Linked DNA regions of Triticum aestivum: region 2 is linked to region 1. The links are chromatin contacts, called in public Hi-C maps. All regions are on one chromosome and are shown on one strand. The core of a region is the stretch at or near the end of the contact, and the rest is flanking DNA. Distances in the headings are between cores, read along the strand shown.

Evidence for each region. A called contact is a pair of places that touch in the nucleus more often than the background predicts.
Region 2: a Hi-C map of leaf shows a contact between it and region 1, with 3 times the contacts expected there. The contact joins the promoter of LOC123079747 here to the promoter of LOC123079746 in region 1. A contact is called at or near these places in 3 of 5 Hi-C or Micro-C datasets (all in leaf).

What each region holds. Positions count from the first base shown.
Region 1 is chr3D:469,750,832-469,756,735 of IWGSC CS RefSeq v2.1, reverse strand. LOC123079746 (transcription initiation factor TFIID subunit 12b) reads left to right here and starts at 3,219. Exons shown (of 8, transcript XR_006438104.1): 1 at 3,219-3,856; 2 at 4,677-4,886; 3 at 5,351-5,851.
Region 2 is chr3D:469,923,776-469,929,253 of IWGSC CS RefSeq v2.1, reverse strand. It overlaps LOC123079747 (probable mannose-1-phosphate guanylyltransferase 3), which reads right to left and starts at 4,120. Exons shown (of 5, transcript XM_044502546.1): 1 at 3,913-4,120; 2 at 3,636-3,781; 3 at 3,144-3,206; 4 at 2,812-3,051; 5 at 1,786-2,739. The coding sequence starts at 3,746. The coding sequence ends at 2,068. It overlaps LOC123079748 (CASP-like protein 5B1), which reads left to right. Exons shown (of 2, transcript XM_044502547.1): 2 at 468-849. The coding sequence ends at 668.

The DNA of each region.
Region 1 (5,904 bases), core at 1,970-4,469:
ATCCGAAGCTATTTTGCCTAGTTATTAGTTGGGTTAACTGACAAAAGATCGAACTTCTTCTAAAATGCCTCCAAGTCATGGTAACAAATGTGAGCTCTCATTCAGATCTTTTTATGTCTTGTGCCTTATATTACGCATCTGGAAATGAAGAAATGTTCACATATTAAAACTCACACAATTGTTCACTCGGTTATCTCTTATGCTAATGCTAATACTTCCATGAACACTTCTTGCCAATGTTTGTCTGTACATAATTACTGCTTTAATGCACTCATGGTGGACAACTTGTTGCTCGCTCAACTGAAGCCTTTGAATCTGCCTGCTGCTCCTCATTGCGCTTTAACGGCAATCACAGTGAAGATCAATGAAATCCATGGGATCAGGTCCTCTTGTGTTCCGCAGAATCAAAATTGTACTAATGGAATCTCCGGTGATTGGACATATGCATATAATAGCTTACTGGGAAAATCCCTGGAATGTCAAGTGTTACAACAAGATGGATGGTTTCTGAGTATTTTTCTTTTAAATAAAGACCAGATCTCAAATTTAGTTATACTCTTTCCATAGAGTTCACATATATTATATATTACAATATCCAAAATTTCCGAATTCCCTGATGGTTGTGTACTGCACTCAATTGGTTACTGAAATTCAACGACACAGCAAAGCGCACTTTCACTTCTAGTAAGAGTACTAAGAGCATTACTAGTAGAGCCCTCAAACCCTCAAACCCCTAAAAATAACCGTTTTTTTACAGTTTTCGCTGAAAAAACGCCGTAGACTAGAACCTCTAAACCCTCAAACCCGTAAAAAAAATTAAAGGTCCAACCCTCAAACCACTTTGCAACCTGAAGAAGTAGGGGTTGAGAGGAAAATCTCCCCCAACCCGCACTTCTCCTCCTCTCTCGCGCGGGAGCCAACTGCCTCCTCCTCCCGGCCTCCTCCTCCCGCCGCCTCCCGCCGCCTCCTGCCGCGCCGGCCATGGAGGGCCCCGCCGCCGCGGCACCCCCGCCCGCCACGCCCGCCCCACCCGCCTCGCCCACCCCGGCGCCCGCCCCCGCCCCCGCCCACCCGACTGTGGCCGACGTGGTGGCGGCGACCCACGTCGGGGCCAAGCGGCGGCGGGCGGGCCTCGCACCTCCTCCTGCCGCCTCCCTGGCTCCCGCCCCGGCCACCGTCACCGCCCCGGCGCCCGCCCCGGCCACCAAGAAGAGCCGGCCGAAGGCGGCCTCTCATGGGCCGCGAGGGGCGGCCTCCAAGGTCGCCGGCTCGTCCCCGGCCGTGACCAAGCCGCGGAAGAAGCCCGCGCAGCGGAACAAGCCCGCGGCCCCGCCCGCCGCCGTCGCCGAACCTCCTCCCGCCGCGCACGAGGTGTTCGAGGAAATGGCAACCCCATCCTCGTTCATGGACCTCCTCCAAAACGCGGAGGTGGACCTCGGAGCTCCGCCCCTAGACCCCTTTAGGGTTGGTGACGACTTGGAGGAAAAGGAGGAAGATGAGGAGGATGAAGGGGATGACGAGGAGGAGGTGGCCGAGATAGGGGAGGAGGCATTCACCGCCGCTTCCCGCCCACACGCGCGGTCGACAAACTACACCGAGCCGGAAGATGTCCTCTTGGTTCGTGCTTGGGCGGCTGTGGGAATGGATGCAACCACCGGCACCGATCAAACCGGTAAACGGTATTGGCAAAGGATCGAGGACGTCTATTGTAGGATCAAGCCGAAGAATAGTGGGTTCATCCATCGCACTTTCCGGTCGCTTCAAGGCCGGTGGGAGTTGATCAAGCCCGCTTGTGCTCGTTGGAGTGCGGCCATGGACCAAGTGAGGGATGCACCACCTAGTGGAACCGTGGAGAGCGACTATGTGAGTACATATTTCTTCACTATTTTGATTATGTGTGTGCACTATGCTATCGGTGGGTTCTTATGTGATTTATGTGTGGTTGATAGGAGACAATTGCCGGCATGAGGTACAAGGAGATGGCCGCTTCCAAGGGCAAGCCATTCCCATTTAAGCATGTTTGGTCAATTCTTCAAACCTTTGACAAGTGGAAGTTGAGGGATCAAGAGACCGCACCCAAGAAGTCGGGAATGCTAAGGATGGATGATAGTGAAGATGAGGAGGAGAGGAACTTGGGCAAGCCCGAGGGAACCAAGAAGGGCAAGCTAAGGGTGAAGATGGAAGAAGAGGCGTCAAGCCTAAGGGAGAAGATGGACCACATGATGAAGGCAAGAGAGGAATTGACAACGAAGACATTGGAGACGAAACTTCTTATCACCGAGAAGAAGAAAGAGGTCAAGCTTGCACAAGTTGAAGCAAAGCGTGAAGAAGCAAAGCGCACGGCCGAGTTGGAGGAGAGGATGATCAAGCTCAAAGAGGCAAAGGTATGGAAAGAACTCATGGTGGAAGAGAAAGAGCACATTATGATGTCCAAGAAGGACATGGATCAAGACCAATTGCAATGGTGGAAGGACACCAAGGAGGACATCGCAGAGAGGAAGAGGATGTTCCGTGTTGCGTCCTCTACTTTTTGAGGTGACACTCCGATGAGTAGTTGTGGTGATGGCGGTGTGTACGACTCCACCGGTGCCGATGGAGATGCTTGATGGAGCCCGCTTGTGGTCTAGGAGATGGCGCCGAGGTGCAACTTTTTGGTGATGGTGCCGATGAGAGGAGGAAGATGATGATTTTGTAATGTAAACTATTAAACCATGCATCAATGATTGTCATTTGGTAGTTTGTTTGGAAGTTGATTGTGTTCTTGTTGTCATAAATTATGAGATGTCAAATGATAGATTTAAAGGTTGGGGTCGAGGCAAAGACTAGAACCCTCAAATCTAATCCTTAAAGCAGTTTAAGGGTTAAGTTTAAGGGTTCTAGTATTTGCCCCTGTTTTTCAACCCTTAAAAGTGTTAAAAAGTGGCACTTCTCAACTCTTAAAACTGCTTTAAAGATTTGAGGGTTTGAGAGTTCTACTAGTAATGCTCTAAGCAGCAAGTGTGGTAAGCCATTTCACCGAAACATAAACAGAAAGGGTATACACGCACGCTTGCTTTCTCGAAAAATAACTAAAGGTACACCACCAAGGAAGACGGTGAGCGTCTATGGATTTGCGTGTCATGCGTATGGCTGGTGCTCTGAAAGGAAAAACGATCGCGTGGGCCAACCTGTCAGTGACCCAAATACTTTCTGACTCGATCAGGAAAAGACTACGCGCACACGTCAAACTGTCCCACACGACCGGCACCTACTCCCCGGCCCTCCACGCGACCGTCCACCCCGCGTCGTCTCCGGCCACCGCCGCCCGCGGAAACCCTACACCCCGCCCGCCATGGCGGATCCGCCGTCCGTGGCCGCCATCGCCTCGCCGCAGCCCGACCAGCTCGGCGGCTCAGCCTCCGCCCCGCAAAACTCCAACCCTAACTCCCTCCTGTCCCCCCAAATCCCGCCCTCCCCCACCGTCTCCGACCTCTCCGTCATCTCCTCCCCGCAGCTCGATCCAGCCGCGGCAGCTGCGGGCGGAGGGTCCGCGGACTTCCCGCCTCGTCCGCAGCAGTTGCAGGCGCCTTCGCCCACGCAGGCAGTGGCCGGCGCCGGAGGCTACGGCCAGATCCAGCGCTCGGGTTCGGCTTCCCGCCTCGCCGCTGTCAGCCAGCTTCCACAATACTCCGCGGCAACGGCCAGGATGTACGGAGGGCAGATGAGCTTCTCAGGTGGCGGAGCGCAGCTGGGGCAGCAGCAGCAGCTGGCGGCCCGCGCTGCAATGCTTGGTCAGGGGCAGCTGGGGATGATGCAAGGGCAGGGCAGCGCGGCTTCTGCTGCACACTACGGGCTCCAGTCACAAATGATGGCACAGGTGAAGTTGGGGTTTGGGGCATAATTGATCTGAATATCACACATTAGCCTTATCATGCATAAATGCCACTTTTAACAAGAGGGAAAACTACGCCTTTAATTATAAATCATTTTTTCTCGGAAGATCACGATTAATTGTGGTTAGCCATTGCTTGTTTTCTTATCGCTGCATTTGTGTTTGTGTAACATTCATACATGGAGGCAGTTTTTTATCATCTTATAGGTAATCCATCCAAATGTCTGGATAAAATTAAATGTGCAAGAATAGGATTGAAAATCATATAGCTATTTACGTGTGATGTGAGTCTGGTTAAAACTTTTTAGTGTACTCGTCGGCATCTGCCTCCAAAAATACCACGATGCACAACCATGTTGTATTTGATAAATAGATAGCATATTATAATAGAAACTAATAATCAAAGTTGTATTTTGAAGATTGTATCGGTGTCCAGATGGGGTAAAAATAAATGGTTCATGGATCCGGAATTTTGAATTCGTTTAAAGTCATTTGTTGCTCCCATGGCATGGAGAGAGGGAAGGATGTCACCTATTGGGTGCGATGGTGCATTGCAAATTAAATAAAAGTGAACATCTCGTTTACACCTAGAATCTCCTGGCAACTCATTCGAATAGTAAATGTTGGTCGTTATGTTTGTAAGAATTCAAGACTAGATGCTCATAAATAAATAAAGACCAAATTTCTAGCCCCAGAGTAAGGTCTTCCATTTTTTAACACTAGTATTTTGTAACTCTTGTCTTTGCTGTCTACCTGCAGCTGGTTATAAGCCTTGCAGTGTAACTAACCTTTCCTGTTACTGCAGCCAAGGCAAAAAGGCATGGTACAAGGTGCACAATTTAATACTGCCAACGCAGCTCAAGCGTTGCAAGGGATGCAATCCATGGGAGTCATGGGTACTTTGGGGATGAACCAGATGAGACCAAATGGAACTATTCCATATGCTCAACAACGCTTTGCCCAGGCCCAAATGAGGCCGCAGCAAGCGTCGCAGCAAGCTGCACTATCTCCGCAGGTACCTCTAATGACTTTTGATCTGTATAAGCGAAAGTAATTATCTTGGGTTCCCTTGCATTCTTTTCTCAAGTATGTTGGGTGTAATATCTGTCCATGGCCTCGTGGTGGTTCTAGTGTTTGGATGCTATGATTAAGCAAAAGGTTCTTGGAAGATCGTCCGAGGCAATAACCAATATCTCTGCCGCATTTTATTCAGTGTTACGGGGCAATATGAAATTCTTATGGCACAAGGAATGAACCAAACAGAAGTTGAGATATTGTGTGTGCTTACTCATGTTTTTTTGTGCTCCATGTTACACGAGTATGAGTTCTCATAGCCAGGGTTTATCTCATCTGCTATCCACATGTTGCATGCTGCCATAGTCACTTGTTTGTCTCGGTTTTGCAAAGGCTTTCATGTTTTGCGGTAGTTTCTTTTTGCCAAGGACCACAACCTAAATTTGATATCGGTCCATTTATCAGAAGGGAGTTGCTCAAGGCTTGTCGAGAACAGCATCGATCACAGGATTAAACTCACAACTGCCTGGAGTGTCACAGAATGGGCAGATGATGCAAATGTCACCTTCGCAACAACAGCAGCAGTGGTTGAAGCAAATGCAATCATCTTTGGCCTCGCCATCTCAACATCAAATTCAGCAGCAGCAAAGGATGCTATTGATGCAACAACTTCAGAAAGGACTGACTCCACACCAGATTGCACAAGCCCAACAACAGCATTCACCGCATCTCAATGCCCAGCAGTTGTTGCAACAGCAGCACATTATGCAGCAGCTTCAGCAGCAGCAACAGCAACAATCTCCAAGGATGTCAGCATCTGGCTCCCAGAAGTCTGCAAACTTGACAGGATCGCAGCCGGGCACGCCTTTGTCAGGGGGGACTATGGCTGGTGGAAGTGGAAGTCAAGGAGCAGAAGGAACTAACCAACTTCTTGGGAAGAGAAAAATACAAGACTTGGTTGCACAGGTAATTAACGGCTTCGCCTTTTCTGGGAACATGCATTTTAACTTATACTCCCT
Region 2 (5,478 bases), core at 2,871-5,370, 170 kb before region 1:
GACATTATTTTGATATATGTAACTGCATCTTATATTAAGACAGCATCTAGCCAACTTATGTTGAGTATTGTAGACTGATATACTTTCAGCTACAATGCATCTCTGTGATAGCCAGCGCTATATGTTGGTGAAGTTGAATCTTGTTTTATTAGTTTCAGTTAATATAATATAATATACTTTAAGGCCACCATCCAGTTAATTAGGACCAATTTGAGGCAGACCTGAAAATCAATTACAAGTGCTTGAAGTCTTTTTATGGACTGCAATTCAGTTTTTTAGGCTCATCTTTCCTAAAAAAAACGGACCTAGGCCCATCATTCCTCAAAAATAAGGACCTAGATCTTTCACATTCTGCAGTTGACATTAATTTACATTTTTGACACATTCAATGAGAACATGTTATGCCTCTGATATTTCAACTAGATATTCCTTCTGAAGTACTGAGGCGATCATTCTCTATGATGCAGGTGACGTCGATCCTGTCATTCGCCGCTTCATGCTCAGCAGGAGGCGTCGTTGTTCTCTTCGACAAGGATGCGTACTTCTGCAGCAGGGACCCGCATCTCCCGTGTGGGACATTTGAGCTCGCGACCGCGTTTGCATTCCTTTCCTGGGCGCTTAGTGCCACATCTGCCCTTGTGATGTTTTGGCTCCTCGCTTCATCTTGATTAGATTTGTAGGAGCTCTGTCTGTACCTAGCGTTGTTTGGTCCTGTCTGGTTATATACCAACTGATGTTTCAAGCAGACTACATAGCAATAGACTGCTAATTCCAGAGAATAGATGGGCAATGGTGGCAAGTTCCATGAAGTCTTAAATATCAGAGTCATGCTTCAGTGTTTCGGGCCAATGATAACTTGGTTCCTGGTAGGGAGTCTTGCTGTTGATTAACTCATTTTGCCCAGTTAATATGGCACACCGGACACTCGTCAAAAATAGAAAAATCGACGCTGGACCATATCACAAAAAGTTGCATATACGGATGCTGTGCTACTACGTTAATTTAATCCAAACAGAAATGGTGGCTTGGCAATGGGCGAGCACAACGATTGTGTGAGACAAAACTATCTACCTATTGTCAGGCATTACAAAGGTCTCTAGGTAAAAGCATACTGATATCCAACAGCTCTTATCTCAAGAATCCGTAGACAATGACTTGCAACCGAAACTCTGAAAGTGATATAATTTCAGTTCTCACCAGTCAGCCAAATCTCAGATCTTCCTGGCAATTATAGCGAGTATGCATTTGTGTGCATTTTACAAAAAATGAAAGCGACCTGCACAAATTTACACAGCCGCATTCCATATTAACGCTCTCGTGGCCAAGCCTAACCCTTTCTCAGTGGTCTAACTTATATGGAGGAAAATCTGACCAGTCCCGTCCACAGAATCACAAGAGGCACACAGAAGGACAAGTAGCATGGCCTAGAGCGGTTTACATCTTCTCATCTTCGTGTCTGCTATTGCAGAAGTAAGCCACTTCGATTTGTTTGATGGAGATGCCTGCACAAGAACATTCGTATCCACAGCCCATCCAGTCTTTGGTCATAAGAAAATTGACAGATGAAGTGACAAAAGTGCAAAAGAATCCCAGCACAACAGGATGAGCAAACTAGCGTTCGATACTCATCCAGCTGCTGTACCCATGGCAGTAACTGATTTTTCAGCGGCAGAATCGAGCAATACCCCATCGACCACGTTTGCAGCCTACGCAAAACTTTCAGAAACCGAGTTTCAGAATGCTGTTCATATCCTTTTGCTGCAAGGCTAATAGCACATACCATACTATCAGAATCAGGACCTTCATACTCATCAAATTTCACCTTCAAAGGCATTGTTCTTATTTATTCTTTCTGTGTCGGAGAAAATAAAGTAAACAGGCTGATATCCCCACAACGCTATACTAAAGCTGGAAGTGGATCTTCATGGGAAACAACACTGGAAATGACTAATGCACATACATTCTCATCAGTTTAACAAGTCTCACAAGTTCCACATATATTAAGCTGTTTACAGTATGCACTAGAACGCACAACATCGTTCCTAAAAGCACTTGTGAGCGGTGAGCTCACATGACGATCTCAGGCTTCAGGATGCTTGACTTGATCTCTTTGTGCGGGAGAACAACACCGCCATTGCTGTAGACCTCGTCACCTACATGTACATCTTCTCCCAGGATCGTCATATTCTCTATGCGTGCCCATTGTCCGACCGTCGAATGCCAGCCGATAATGCTGTTTGAGATGCACGCATGCTTCTTAATGCGCACACCACGCATCACCGTGCATCGGGAGAGCCTCACACCATCCTCCACGACGCATCCAGGTCCAATAGCGACATCAGGACCAATCAGGCAACCCTCCCCAATCTTGGCGCTGTCGTGCACCAGGACATTCCCCACAATATGTGCTCCGGCGGCCAGCTTGGCAGCTGACTTCTTCCTGAGTGAATCTAGATAAAGACGCAAGCCAGTAATGTAGTCCCTTGGCTGGCCAATATCCATCCAAAAACCTGGAAGAACCATGGCGTAGAGCTTCTGATCAGCAGCAATTCGCGGAAAGACCTCTTTCTCGATTGAAGTTGGCTTTAACTCGATGCGGTCCAGGACAGACGGATTTAACAGGTAAATTCCAGCATTGATCTTGTTGCCTACAAATATTTTTGGCTTCTCTACAAATCTTTCCACAACTCCAGTTGTGTCCTCCATAACCACAACTCCATATTTCGAAGGTTCATCCACCTATATTTAAGGGGCAGTCAGCATACATACATGAGTTGATTACAAAAGAGAGTGGTAAAAATAAGGAGTTACCTTAGTGACCATAATTGTTGCCTCACCGCCATGGCTCTTGTGAAACTGTATGAGCTCGGCAAATGGGTATTCACTTATGACATCACTGTTGAGGACAAAGAACGGCTCACCAGATCCATCCACGAGCTTGTCCCTTGCCAGGGCAAGAGGGCCAGCAGTTCCCAAGGGTTCAGTCTCTTGGGAGCATGTGATTGTGATGCCAAGCTTATCCTCAAAATCCTTCAAGAAATTAATCATGACCTGAAATAGATAAAGCACAACAGTCGGACTCCGAAGTTAAATACAAATAACTCCATGAAAGAACAGCAAAGACAAATTATCTCGTGTTTTACCTCTGGGCGGTAGTTGATGGCTAAAATAACCTCTGTAACACCGACATCTTTCAAGGCTTCAATCTGCACAAATTGGCAGGTTTTAATCAATAAAATTTCCTTTCCTCGACTTTGCACAAATTGTTCTGCATTTGTGACAAAAAGAGAAGAAGGGGAAATCCTGATGGTGACACACAAAGTTTTTTCCCAGGCACGCGCACACAGCAATTTTGCAACCACCTAAGCTAGCAAGGGAATTGATTAACGTTTGCAGGGCGAAAGATTTCTTAGCTCCCATCAGAACTCTGAACTGAACACATTGAAATGCTACTAATGGCAATTGGCTATAAAAGTTAAAGCATCATCTACATGACTACTAAGGGTTTGAAGTTTAGCTATTGTTGTTGCGGTAAGGCGAATGATGCGCAACAGCAGTAGGATTAACTCGCACACAACTCACTGACTCACAGCACCATACTACACAATCTCTATCAAGCGCAGCCGTCTGTCTACCTGGTGCAGAATCATGGGCTTGTTGGCGAAATCGACGAGGGGCTTGGGGAAGCTGAGCGTGAGAGGCCGGAGGCGGGTCCCGAAGCCCCCGACGAGGATGAGCGCCTTCATGGCGAGGCGTCCCCCTTCTTCCTCCCCTCTGATCCCTGCAGGCCAGGCGCCGTAAACAGGATTAAAATCACACTCACAGTGGCACCGATCTGCGGGGAGCCAGATCAACCCGGAACCGACTGGGAGGGGAGGGGATTGGAGGAGAATCTGAGGGAGGGGGGATCACCTGGATGAGGAGGAGCCGACGGGGTCAGATTCGGAAGCAGCGCCGAGCGAGCTTGTTTTGGCCGGTCGGTCGCCTGTTTCTTGCCCCCTCGCCAAGACCGGGAAGAGAATATGCCAGTGGTACCCCGGGTACCAGACTGCCAAGGTGAAGGGCTCGGGGGCTTGGGTTGGCACGGGGAAATACCAGCGTCAGGGTCGCCTTTATATAGGGAAATCCGTCGCAATAGACCACGAGAGATTAAGGATCGGATCATATCAACATAAAAGGATCATAAAAAATAAATAAGCTCGCGCTCACTTTTTTTTTACATGGTAATATGTGTCTCGTTCATATCATAAAGATCAAAAGTACAAGTCACGTAAAGACCGACATAACAAAACTGAAAAGATAGCATAACATCTCTGAGCTTGACACCACGCCCGTCACCTGCCTCCGACACAATCACAACAGTCATCGAAGAAAAAAATGACGAATCACCTCCTCACCCGAACTCGACGCACCCTCTTGCACACACACCACTCCCCTCCATCCAAATATATATAAGACCTAATACAGTAGAAGTACATTTTTGTTCAAAAAAAAAAGCACAGTACATTTTTTAAGGATGTCTTGACCAATGATAAGATTAAATAATATTACCTTCATATCAAAATGTAAGACGTTTTTTAGGCTAGTAAATGAGATTAAATAATATTTTGGTATGGAGATAGTATATGAGATGTATAACATAAACAAAATTATATCATCGGGAACAAATTTGACGGTAACGTAAACATCATACAGTGTTGGTCTAACCGATGGCTAAACGCAACCTTAAAAAATGTATTAGACCCTATATATTTAGGTAGAGGCAGTATCATCCAACGCCTCTTTTCCGTGCTCCATTGTGACGTCATTTTTTAGCTTATGTCTATGTGCGTTATGACAAGATTTATGTCTATGTGATACACAATAAATGTGGAGAGGATAAAATCATATCTTATCTGCATATGGTCCCTACGTCACCCATAAAATGATCTTGTAAAATCTGTTGCGGAAATATAAGCATATACAAAAGAGAAAAACAGTGCAATCCTCGACATTTAATAGAGTTGATGTATGGGATACACAATCTATTTCTCCATGATGAATATAGCCATGATTTCAAACCAGAAGATAAATTTGTTGTAGTGTATGTACACATCCATATTAAAATTTAAAAATACACAAAAATGTTTAATTTGAAGAACATCCAATTTGAGGGGCGATAATTCATGTCGTGCGCGATATCAAGAGAAATTGAACATGGAATGCAGGAGGATACACAAAATTTATAGATTAAAGGAAGAGGGGCAATTGGTTGACTAGTTGAGTTGTTGGGTTTGTCTCAGTGGGTTCACCTCGCTTGTTGGGGAGGACCACCCTCCCCCCCTCCCACCCACCGAACAATTCGTTCGCATGGGCAGCTACCAACGATCATTTTTCCACCGTCCGTTGGATGGCAGGCCCATTAGTTGTTTTTTATATGACTAGTTGAGTTGTTGAGTTGTTGGGTTTGTCTCAGTGGGTTCACCTCGCTTGTTCGGG